2 separate regions of the Hordeum vulgare genome follow, and region 1 is linked to region 2. The links are chromatin contacts, called in public Hi-C maps. All regions are on one chromosome and are shown on one strand. The core of a region is the stretch at or near the end of the contact, and the rest is flanking DNA. Distances in the headings are between cores, read along the strand shown.

Region 1 (5,580 bases), core at 1,496-3,995, 230 kb after region 2:
GTTTTTTGTGTTTGATTGAACATGATGAATCTAAAATTAATTGATGCATGTCGAATAATTAACCCATGGATACTTGAGGTTACACTGAATTATTTAGGTGATATTAGGGTTGATTCATATGTATCATAGGTGTTATTCTAGTACGAAATCTAGGGCTGTTTGTGACACTTATAGGAATACCTCAATAGATTGATTGGAAAGGATAATTTTGAGGTGGTTCACTACCTACAACAATTTCTTATTATGTTCTCCACTACTTATGAACTCTGTAGTGATTTTTTGTTGCACGTTGATGAATGATCATATGGTTCTACTACATTAACATTGTTGAGAAATTGCACTGGTGAAAGTATAAACTCTAAGCCTTATTTTCAAGCATTTATAGGTGTCTATTACTTGTCACCTCATTGTTTTTATTTTTTTAGATTATAAAAATACATTTCTACTATACATACCACACTTATACCATGATCTCTTCGCCGAACCAGTGCACCTATACACTTTGCCATTGTATTGCATGTATTGGGGACACAAGATATTTTTTGTATTTGATTGCAGTGTTGCTTGAGATAGACCATCTTCGTTCTACATCTTCCACGGATTGATAAACCTAAGGTCATCCACTTGAGGAATTTTTGCTGCTGTCGTATAAAACTCTACACTTGAATGCCCAAACACGTCTACAAGAATAAAAATGCATAGTAGACATCAGCCTAACATGCTCGTTGGATCCATCGTCGTCCGGTGCAATCCAGGCCTCCAACTCGCCAGATCTGCCACGCTGCCGCCAAGAGCACTCGTTGGAGGAGCAAGCCACCCACGCCCGCCCGCCCGCCCGCTCAAGGCCGCGTAACCCCACCCCCACCTCGTGCACCAACGACTGCGCCAGATCTGTGCATCCCCATGCCATCTCCACACACTCATACCAGATATGCGCCGCCCCGCGTCGTCTCCTCGCGCCCGTGCATGTAGCACACCATGGCGCTATAATCTCGCAAGCGCGCCCCACTCACCCTCCTCCGCACGCCTCACCTCGTCGAGCTTCAGCCCCAGCTAGATCGAGACGTTCGCGCCGCTCGTGCGTGCGCGTATGTACCAACGGTCCAACCGTCGTCAACGCTACACATGCTTTTCCCGGTTGCGTACCCTGACAGTAGCGAGGGAAGCAACTGCAGTGGGTGGGCTCCCGACGACGGGCTAGGTTTTTCCCCTCCCGAGCCGCAAGCGGGAGCGGCGTGAGAGATGACTCAGTTTTGATGAATGGCACGTTCCACTTACACATCACTAGGAGCTAAGAACTGCGTGCCGAGCCGGCGAGGATTTAGGGCACACAAGTGTATAGTATTCAAGCCCCTGGTGTCCACTTTTTATTTCGGCTTCATGTATTAAACGTTCTATGTCTTTTAAACAAAAAAAATTCAAACTAAATTTTGTTTTCGTTTTCGTGTTTCTCGTGACCAGTGTCTTACAATAAAATCCATTTCGAACATATTTTGACCACTTTGAAAAAACATTAAGTATTAATGCTGAAACTTAGTACGCGTGAGCGATAAAAATCAATAATTTTTTGTCTACTTCCACAGGATTTTTTTAAAAAAAATCATTTCTCTGAAACTGGTTGAAACTTGACTGTTTCAGATTAAAAACCCATAACTTACAACGTTGAAACTTAAAATTTGGTGTGCCCTCATGCGAGATTCATTTGCTATGCGAACCGCGACGCAAATCAAGCGGGCGACAAGACACAAAATGCCGGTGAGTGTCCCCGAACTTCCGCCAGCAAAGCACAAAATGCCGGTGTGACGTTTCTTCCATCGTCCGAGTTTCTTCCCGTGCCGTGACGCTAACATAAAACACGTCGCGGGAGGGGCTAGGCGTTAACTCGTCCGTGAACCACAGATGATCACCACTGCTGCCAAAGCATGCCCGCGAACCGCAGGGGATAAACCTCAGTTGCCTGTGACCCTGCACAATTCCCTGAACGTTCCCCACCGGAAAGGCGCAGCCGCAGCAACGCAGGGTCCGGCCTTGCCGCCGTCCCACGCCTGAGCCTGAAACCGAAGACGCGCCGGAGCCCCGGCGGAGAGGCGGCCGGGGGTTATTTTTACCCTCCTCACCCTCACCATCAGACTGATGTGATTGTTCGGCGCACGACTTCCTACCGCATCATCAGCGTGGCGTGCCTTTCTAAAATGTTACCCATGGGTCACTGCTACTGCCCACTCAACGCGTAGTCGTGCAGGGCAAGCAGCGTCTGCGTCTGCGTCTGCGTCTGAGCCCGGACCATCATTATCCGCCCGCGGCCGGCCTGCCATCGCTCTGTTCCTCCCCCCACCCCACCTATCCAGGGACCGTTCGTAGCGTAAGTAACGCCGTTGTTTCTTTTCTTTCCTTTCCTTTTTACTACACCAACGTTGAAAACCATTGTACTAACTACTCCTCCGTTCCTAAATATAAGTCTTTTTAGAGTTTTCATTAAAAAACTACATACGAATGTATATAGACATACTTTAGAGTGTAGATACATTTATTTTGCTTCGTATATAGTCTCTAGTGAAATTTCTAAAAAGACTTATATTAAGGAACGGAGGGAGTACTTACCAGTAGTTTGCCGGCGCTTGGATACCATCCCCAGCTTATCGGGCGACCGTTCGCATGGCACTACGGGATGAATTTCGAGGAGCTGAAATAAAACGGAAGCGAAACCGACGAGCACCACCACTGCGGCGGCCCCGAAAGCAGCAGCGGCAGCGGCAGCGGCAGTGAGCCACATGGGCGCCAGCCCCACCGTAACAAACCACGGGCAGGAGGTCCCCGCGCCTCCCTCCCTCCCTCCATCCTCCTCCTCCTCCCCGTAGCAGCCAACACGGGCAGACAAAACCTCAAACCCCGTTCGATTAAACCCGCTCGCACCCGCACCCGCGCCCGCGCCCGCGCCGGCATTTGCAGCCCGCGACTGCCCCTGCGCCAATGCCGCCGCCAGCCTTCTCCGTCGCCGCCGCCCTCCTCCTCCTCCTCGCCGCCGGCGCCGTCGCCATCGCCGACGACGGTTCGTGCTCCCTCCCTCCCTCCCTCCCTCTCGTTCGGCCCTCGTGTTGGCGGCGGGCTCTGCTCGCTCGGGGAGAGGGGATTCGTCGGCGGTTTGGCTTGCTGGTATTTTACTAGTGCGCGCTTTTCTAGTGGGGGCGTGGCCGGGGTCTTTGTTTATGCCTCGCTGATACGGTGTTCCGTCCGCTGCTCACGCCGGCCGAGGGCGGTCTAACGCTAGATTAATCCCGGCCCCTCTTCTTAGCAGTACCAGCGTCTCCCATTTTTTTAGCATATCCGCTGCAGTTCTTCCATGGTTCCGATCCACAGGGGACAGGACAGGACAGATACTGCATCTTTTCTTTTCTTCTGTTGATTGCCGATGGTGTGCAGGCTCAAATGCGTCCTATTTCGTTTAGTACTAATCCTATTTGCTTCTTCCTGGCTTGCGGCGGCGGCGTCGGCGAGCGCGCTCTGCCGCCTTGTCCTGATGTTGTTGGGGATCAGGTTCTGAATCTCAAGTCGATGTGCTATTCGTGCAAGCCAGCCTTTTGCATACGGCGAGCTGGAAACTTGGGTGTTTTGGGGGTGTTTTTGGTGCGGCTATCTGAACTTTTTGGGGTCAGCAAGCAAGTTTGTGTTGTGCATTCGGAAGCAACTCTCGAGTGCTGCCTCTGCCTGCTGGCTCCATTCCTCGTGGCGTCAGATTCTCCACTTCTTCTTCTTCCGCTGCCGCTGCTTCTGCTAATCGAGTCTTCTTATGCCGTTATGCGTGTTTCACAGGGCGTACGCTGCTGGAGATCAAGAAATCCTTCCGCGATGCCGACAACGCGCTGTACGACTGGTCCGGCGACGGGGCGTCCCCGGGCTACTGCTCCTGGCGCGGCGTGCTCTGCGACAACGTCACCTTCCAAGTTGCAGCTCTGTAAGCAGCTCTCCGTTGCTTGCGAAATCTTATTGCTCCATTTGCTGGCTGCAGCGAGCGGTTACTGACGCCTGCTCATGTTTGCAACGACAGCAACCTCTCAGGGTTCAATCTCGGCGGCGAGATCTCCCCGGCCTTCGGGGATTTGAAGAGCGTCGTGTCAATGTATGATGTTACGTTGTTTCCTGAAATCTAAATGCCTTTGTCTGTGTGATGAGTCCGTGTCACACGTTTTCCCTGATTGTTTGGTCATATGCAGTGATTTGCAGTCGAATGGACTCTCCGGGCAGATCCCTGACGAGATTGGTGATTGCTCGTCGCTTAAAATGTTGTAAGTGGGCGTGTCAGTACTACATTTCTTTCTCGTGTTTTCTTTTTTAGCGGACGTCGAGTTGTTTTGGACCTGTACAAGTAATACCTGTTTCGATTTTCATTTTTATCAAGGAACCTGTCCTCCAACAATCTGGAAGGAGACATACCCTTTTCCATATCGAAGCTGAAGCACCTTGAAAACTTGTAAGGCTTGTTCTTCTTGCCGGAACTTTGTAAAAGAATGCGTTTCACTCATCATAATCCCTGCTGTTACCTGTATTTGTAGAATATTGAAGAATAATCAGTTGGTGGGGGTGATCCCGTCGACACTCTCTCAGCTTCCGAATTTGAAGATATTGTAAGTTAGTGCTGCTTAACTGCTCTGTGATTTTATTGGGTTAGTTCTCTAACGTCATATGTGTCCTAGGGACTTGGCTCAGAACAAGCTAAGCGGTGAAATTCCAAGGTTAATATACTGGAGTGAGGTTCTTCAATACTTGTAAGTATTCATTCACTTTAATTTGTTCCCCAGTAATGAAGAACAACAATGTTTTGGTTTAGTTCTTAAAACTGTCTAGAATATTCAAGGGCCTGACAAATGGTAATAAACTTTATTTATGCAAGATTTAGGGTTTGGATAAAATGTTTGTGCTAAATGCGATGATTGCTCAGACATAGTGTAGGGCCATGATTTAATTTTACATGCTTTGTTTTATGCATCTAAGTTTGTCATATATTCCAGGGGACTGCGAAGCAATAAACTAGAAGGAAGCCTCTCTCCAGATATGTGCCAATTGACTGGCTTGTGGTACTTGTGAGTTTATTGCTTCCCTCTGTTTATCACCAGTGTAGCTGTTTGTGCCATTTATTCTGTTAACAAGGTCGCTTTTGTTTGGTTCAGTGACGTGAAAAACAATAGCTTGATGGGCACAATACCAGATACTATTGGGAATTGTACGAGCTTTCAGGTCTTGTATGTACATTCGTTCTACTCCCTTTGAATAATGCTGCTCATTTTCTAGCTTTTAGAACACTACTGATCTTGCGCTGTTTTAGGGATTTGTCTTACAATCAACTTACTGGAGAAATCCCATTCAACATTGGTTTCCTGCAAGTTGCTACATTGTATGTAGCACTCATTTCACCAGTAGAACTAGATGCTTAAGTTTTCAAAGTGATGACTTGAAATTTATTTGTTATTTGTGCTAGGTCTTTGCAGAGGAACAACTTCTCTGGCCCTATTCCAACAGTGATTGGCCTTATGCAGGCGCTTGCAGTGCTGTATGATAACCTACGCTCTTTTCTTGATTTATGGC
Region 2 (5,489 bases), core at 782-3,281:
GGCGGATCGAGGGACGTGAGGACGTTCCACTACATCAATCACGTTTCTTAACGCTTCCCGTTGTGCGATCTACAAGGGTACGTAGATCCAAATCTCCTCTCGTAGATGGACATGACCATGATAGGTCTTCGTGTGCGTAGGAATTTTTTTTGTTTCCCATGCAACGTTCCCCAACATGCCTTGCCACCCAAGGCACGGGTGGCCCGCCCCTTTGTGGGCTTAGCCCCCACCTTCCGCCACATGGGCCTTGGTGGGAGGGGCGGCCAACCCACCAGGGGTTGGTGCGCCCCCTCTCACAGCCCATGGGGCCCACAGGGGCAGGTGGACCCTCCCGGTGGACCCCCGGTACACTTCCGGCACTCCCATCACAAAACCAGCATATTCCGGAACCATTATGTACCTCGAATACCAACTTCCTATATATCAATCTTTACCTACGGATCATTTCGAAGTTCCTCGTGACGTCCATGATCTCATTCGGGACTCCGAACAACTTTCGGTTACCATCACAATAACTCATTAATACTAAATCGTCACCGAACCTTAAGTTTGCAGACCCTTCGGGTTCGAGAACTATGTAGACATGACCGAGACACTCTCCGATCAATAACCAATAGCGGGACCTGGATGTCCATATTGGCTCCTACATATTCTACGAAGATATTTATCGGTCGAACCAGGATGTCAAGGATTCAATCAATCTTGTATATTGTTCCCTTTGTCCATCGGTATGTTACTTTCCCGAGATTCCATCGTCGGTATCTCTATACCTAGTTAAATCTCGTTACCGGCAAGTCTCTTTACTCATTCCATAATACAAGATCTCGTGGCTAACTCTTTAGTCACATTGCTTGAAAGCTTGTTGTGATGTTGTATTATCAAGTGGGTCCTGAGATACCACTCCGTCACACGGAGTAACAAATCCTAGTTTCGATCCATGCCAACTCAACGTACACCTTCAGAGATACATGTAGAGCATATTTATAGTCACCTAGTTACATTGCGATGTTTGACACACACAAGGTACTACCTCCGGTGTCATTGAGTTCATGATCTCATGGTCATAGGAATAGATACTTGACATGCACAAAATAATAGCAATAAACTGACACGATCATATGCTACGTTCATAGCGTGGGTCTTGTCAATCACATCATTATCCTAATGATGTGATCCCATTATCAAATGACAACTTATGTCTATGGCGAGGAAACCTTGACCATCTTTGACCAAGGAGCTAGTCCTTTAGAGACTCACTAGAGACAGTTTGTTGTCTATTTATCCACACATATATATGAGTTTCCAATTCTAGCATGAATAATAAACGATTATCATGAAAAGCAAATATAATAATAACAACTTTATTATTGCCTCACTCCTCGACAACGGTCCACACGCACGCAAAGCCTCCTAGTTTATCTTCGGTTTGTAGGAAAAATAATATTTATACCATATTTGATGGCAAAATACATCCGGACTAAATGATTTGAGCGTCCGTCTTGGAGATACATGATAAGTTGACATAGTTGCATGTCAAGTTAATTGAGTGAGGGAAAATCAATTATTTAATGTATTGGATTACATTCCTCGACTTTAGCATGGATGCATTTATGTAACATGAAAGATGTCCCTGGATGTTTTATCTATCTGATTAACCAAATTATTTTTTAACAGAGCTAGTTAATTATTTCTGCGACGAAAGGAAAAGAAAAAAGTATGTGGCTCGCGGGTGCCCGGTGACGCCTGATGTCGGACAGCATAATCTATCAAGGATATAGTTCGGCCTCTCGTCTTTACGATTGTTATCCAAACGAGAGAGCAAAAATATTCGGACCTTTTCGCATGAAAACGACTTTTTTTTGTTTATTCACGAATGGTCAGCATCATGATCGATTATTGAGGGCGAAGCCTGGCTGCCATTATTATCACAAGCACAGTGGCCGGTTTGTAGCCTATCTTGGTTTAGCCTGCGTGCATCCCCAATCAGGAGCTGCCTCATCAAGCTTTGCTTGGTTGATTAATCGACAGGAGTGCCGCGCCATCCTAGCTGAACGTGATGATATCATTAGCCCATGCCTGCTGGATCCAAGACCATGACCTGCACTGCTGGGAGTATTCTTGCATATGTGGTCCTTGTTCCTGTAGCTGGTGTGGATCCACAAACTGGATGATAATTGGTTTTGGTATCTGATTTTCCGTATCATTATGATAAGAGATTGCGCCAACTTGAAACTCAAAAGGCATGACCAATTCGTGTGCTGTTTGTTGGACGATGTAGGATCCGCACAGCACATATGCATGACGGCGTGGCCGTCTGCGTTCTGGTTCTACTACTATACCAACTCCCTCCGACTTGAACAATAATTCTACAAAACATCCTGCTAATTAACTCGCAGGTTAGATGCTGGTGCTGCACTGAACCGTGACGTCCGACACCGATGCCTTGCCGTCCTGCTGGTTTATATTATCAGTGACGACGTAGTGGTACGTAGCTGGTGTATTCGTTAACCATTAGTCGCTGCTTCAGTAATGGTATCGTGTTTCTCTTGAAAGGTCGAATACTTCCATTTCCATAAGACCTACTCGTCCTTGTGTCTTTGTTATCTTGTGGATCATTCAAGCGGTCAAGCCCCGTTGAACGGACATCCAGCTGACGACAAGACCCAAAAGATGAAGCCTTGTTTTTTCTTAAACGAAGGCAAAAAGCTTGGCCTCATCCATTAAATAGGAAAGAATGGAGTATTTTTTTACAAACAACACAATTATAGGGCATGTGAACTACTCTGGCAATATTATGGATCTTAATCTTTTTGCACCGACGATGATCCATAGGCTAGCTTCAGTCACGATGGAGGCAAGTAAAACAGAGGGTGGTGCGCTCTTCTGCTTAAAGACTCTCTTGCATTACGCTCGTTTCAGATAGTCCATGAGACGAGTATGGTGAGGAATGTTGTGGCTTGCGTGAATGGCGTGATGTCGTTGCAAGTACTTGCCCATCAAGCCTCGACCGAGTCAAACAAGGGCCAAGCATTCGTGTCAAGCCCGAGAATGTTGTATTTGCCAATGAACAAAAACCATAGCCTTCCAGTGTAGCGGCACTCGCAGAAGAGGCGAGTCCCACATTCTCGCACCCTCTTGCAGAGGTGGCAAAGACCACAATTAGGCCACCCTCGCTTCGTCAATATGTCGGTTGTCCAAATTCTATTTTGTAGAGCCAACCAAGCAAAGAACTTAACTTTTGGAGGAGCCCCAGCCTTCCAAACCACTCTATCCGTGGGTAAGAGAACCTTCCCTAGAAATTGTGCCTTGTATGCGGATGCCACCGAGTAATGCCCGCTAGTCGTGTGCTTCCAAATGATGTCATCCTTGGTTTGTTCATCAAGCTTGACCTCGTGCAAGAGCATCCAAAGAAAGAAAAACCGTGAGACGTGCTCACCGGAGATGCTGGCGGGTGGTTTGATCTTGAGTATCCACGCGTTGTGCTTGAGGGCCTCCCGAACCTTCCAATTCTTTCTTGTGTAAGCCTCGTAGATGAGTGGGCCGATGTCCTTTGGTTTGCGCCCAAGGAGTCAAGGAGAGTTCCAAAAGGGGGTCCTCGCGCCGTTGCCGATGGTGATAGTGGTGGAAGCATAGAAGAAGTTGACTTCCTCCTCGTCACAGGGGTTTCCCATCCCTCCCACATCTTGTTGGGCTCCTTCCATTCAAACCACGACCAGCGCAACCGGACAGAACACGTAAACTTTTTGGTGTTGATAACCCCAAGGCCCCCATACTCACGTGTCCGACAAACAATCTCCCAATTCACCTTGCATTTTGCCTCCGTTGTCTTGTCTGGACTGGACCTTAAGAAGTGTATCTTGAGTTTGTTTACATGCGGAAGGATGGTTGGCGGGATGACCAAAGGTGTGGCGGGGTAGACTAGGACTTGACAAGAGTCGTCCGTCCGATGGTTGTGATGTTTTGACCTCATACGTAGTTAGCTTGCTTGCAACCTTGTCGACCATAAATTGACAATACACAAGCTTTAGCTTCCAAACGGATAGGGGGAGCCCCAAGTAGCGCAAGGGGAAGGACATTCTTGTCGCCGGCATACTCTGCATTAAGCAATCCAAAAATATGGTTGCATCGGATGGGCATGAACTCACTCTTGTGGAAATTGGTGCAAAGGCCAGTGACCTCCCCGAAGCCTCGCAAAATGTTTGCCAAGTTGTCAACATCTCTTTTTATTGGAGCCAAGAAAACAGTCGAATCCTCCGCATAAAGAGATGTCCTCATCATGGCCCCCCTTCCCCTGAGCTTATGAAGGAGACCTTTTCTCATAGCCACCTCGAGAATTCTTTGTAGCGGGTCAATGTTTATGTCGAAGAGAAGTGGGGATATGGGGTCCCCTTGTCATAGGCCCTGGACATACTTGATTAGGTAGCCGACGATACCGTTGAGGATGATCCATGAGGAGGATGATCTAAGTGGTGCCGCAATCCATTCCCTAAATTTACTAGGGAATCCTCACCGCTCGAGAAGACCGAGTAAATATTCCCACTTGATGGTGTCGAAGGGTTTGCAAATATCCAGATTGAAGAGGAGGGATGAGGTCTTCCCCTTGTGGCGGCGTCTAGCATGATTGCGAATGTACAAGAAGTTGTTGTGTGTGCTTCATGTTCTGATGAAGGCGCTTTGGATGTTGGAGACAATATCAGTCATGTTAGGGGCCAAGCCTTAGGGAGAGCACTTTCGCAATGAATTTTGCGATCACATGAATAAGACTCATGGGTCTATAATCAACTACCCCTCCGTCCTTCCTTTTTGGACAGGAGCACCACGTTTGTGGAATTGAGCCAGTGTAGGTTTTTGATGTGAAGGGAGTCGAAATGACGGATGACCCTCATAAGGTGAGACTTCACAATGTCCCAACACTTCTTGAAGAAGAGGCCACTGAACCCATCTCGCCCCAGGGCCTTGTCAAGTGGCATGTCATTGATCGCTTGAAGGACCTCACTCTCTGTCATGGAGGAGTCAAGGCCATGCAAGTCGTACTCTCGAAAAAAAAGGCCATGCAAGTCAAGTTCAGATATTTTAAACCAATCATGAATTTCAAAAATTCATGTACTAAAGAATGTTCACGAATTAGAGAAATTTCATCAATTTTGAAAATAAGTTCACCGGCTTTGAAAAAGTTCATTAATTTTCAAATAAATTCACAAATTCCAAAGATATTTTTTTTCAATTTAAGAAAAAGCACATCAATTTCGAAAAAAGTTCACCAGTATTCAGAAAAAGTCATCGAATTTGATTTTTTTTATCAAACTTTAAAAAATGTTTAGATAATTTAAATAAACTTCATAGATTTTGAAAAAAAGTCCTTCAGTTTTCAAAAAAGACTCATCAACTTTGAAAAAGGTTTATTCATTTTAGCGACATAAAAAAAGAATAAAAAGCCAAAGAAAAATGAAAAACTGAAGAAGAAAAAAGAAAAATAAAAAATACTAGGA

The links. Hi-C and Micro-C count contacts between places; a contact is called where the count stands out from the background.
Region 1: a Hi-C map of leaf shows a contact between it and region 2, with 2.6 times the contacts expected there. The contact joins the promoter of LOC123401964 here to the enhancer-like site in region 2. A contact is called at or near these places in 3 of 6 Hi-C or Micro-C datasets (leaf and seedling).

The regions. Positions count from the first base shown.
Region 1 is chr6H:527,273,218-527,278,797 of MorexV3_pseudomolecules_assembly, forward strand. LOC123401964 (LRR receptor-like serine/threonine-protein kinase ER2) reads left to right here and starts at 2,746. Exons shown (of 27, transcript XM_045095828.1): 1 at 2,746-3,049; 2 at 3,811-3,952; 3 at 4,046-4,117; 4 at 4,212-4,283; 5 at 4,397-4,468; 6 at 4,551-4,622; 7 at 4,692-4,763; 8 at 5,007-5,078; 9 at 5,166-5,237; 10 at 5,321-5,389; 11 at 5,474-5,545. The coding sequence starts at 2,971.
Region 2 is chr6H:527,044,225-527,049,713 of MorexV3_pseudomolecules_assembly, forward strand. No RefSeq gene overlaps it. Among protein-coding and RNA genes, the nearest start is that of LOC123401013, 24 kb to the left of the region's middle. Within about 2 kb of position 2,032, at least 3 of the 3 cell types and tissues checked have open chromatin away from gene starts, as enhancers often do. A contact at or near this core is called in leaf and seedling, where this site is marked.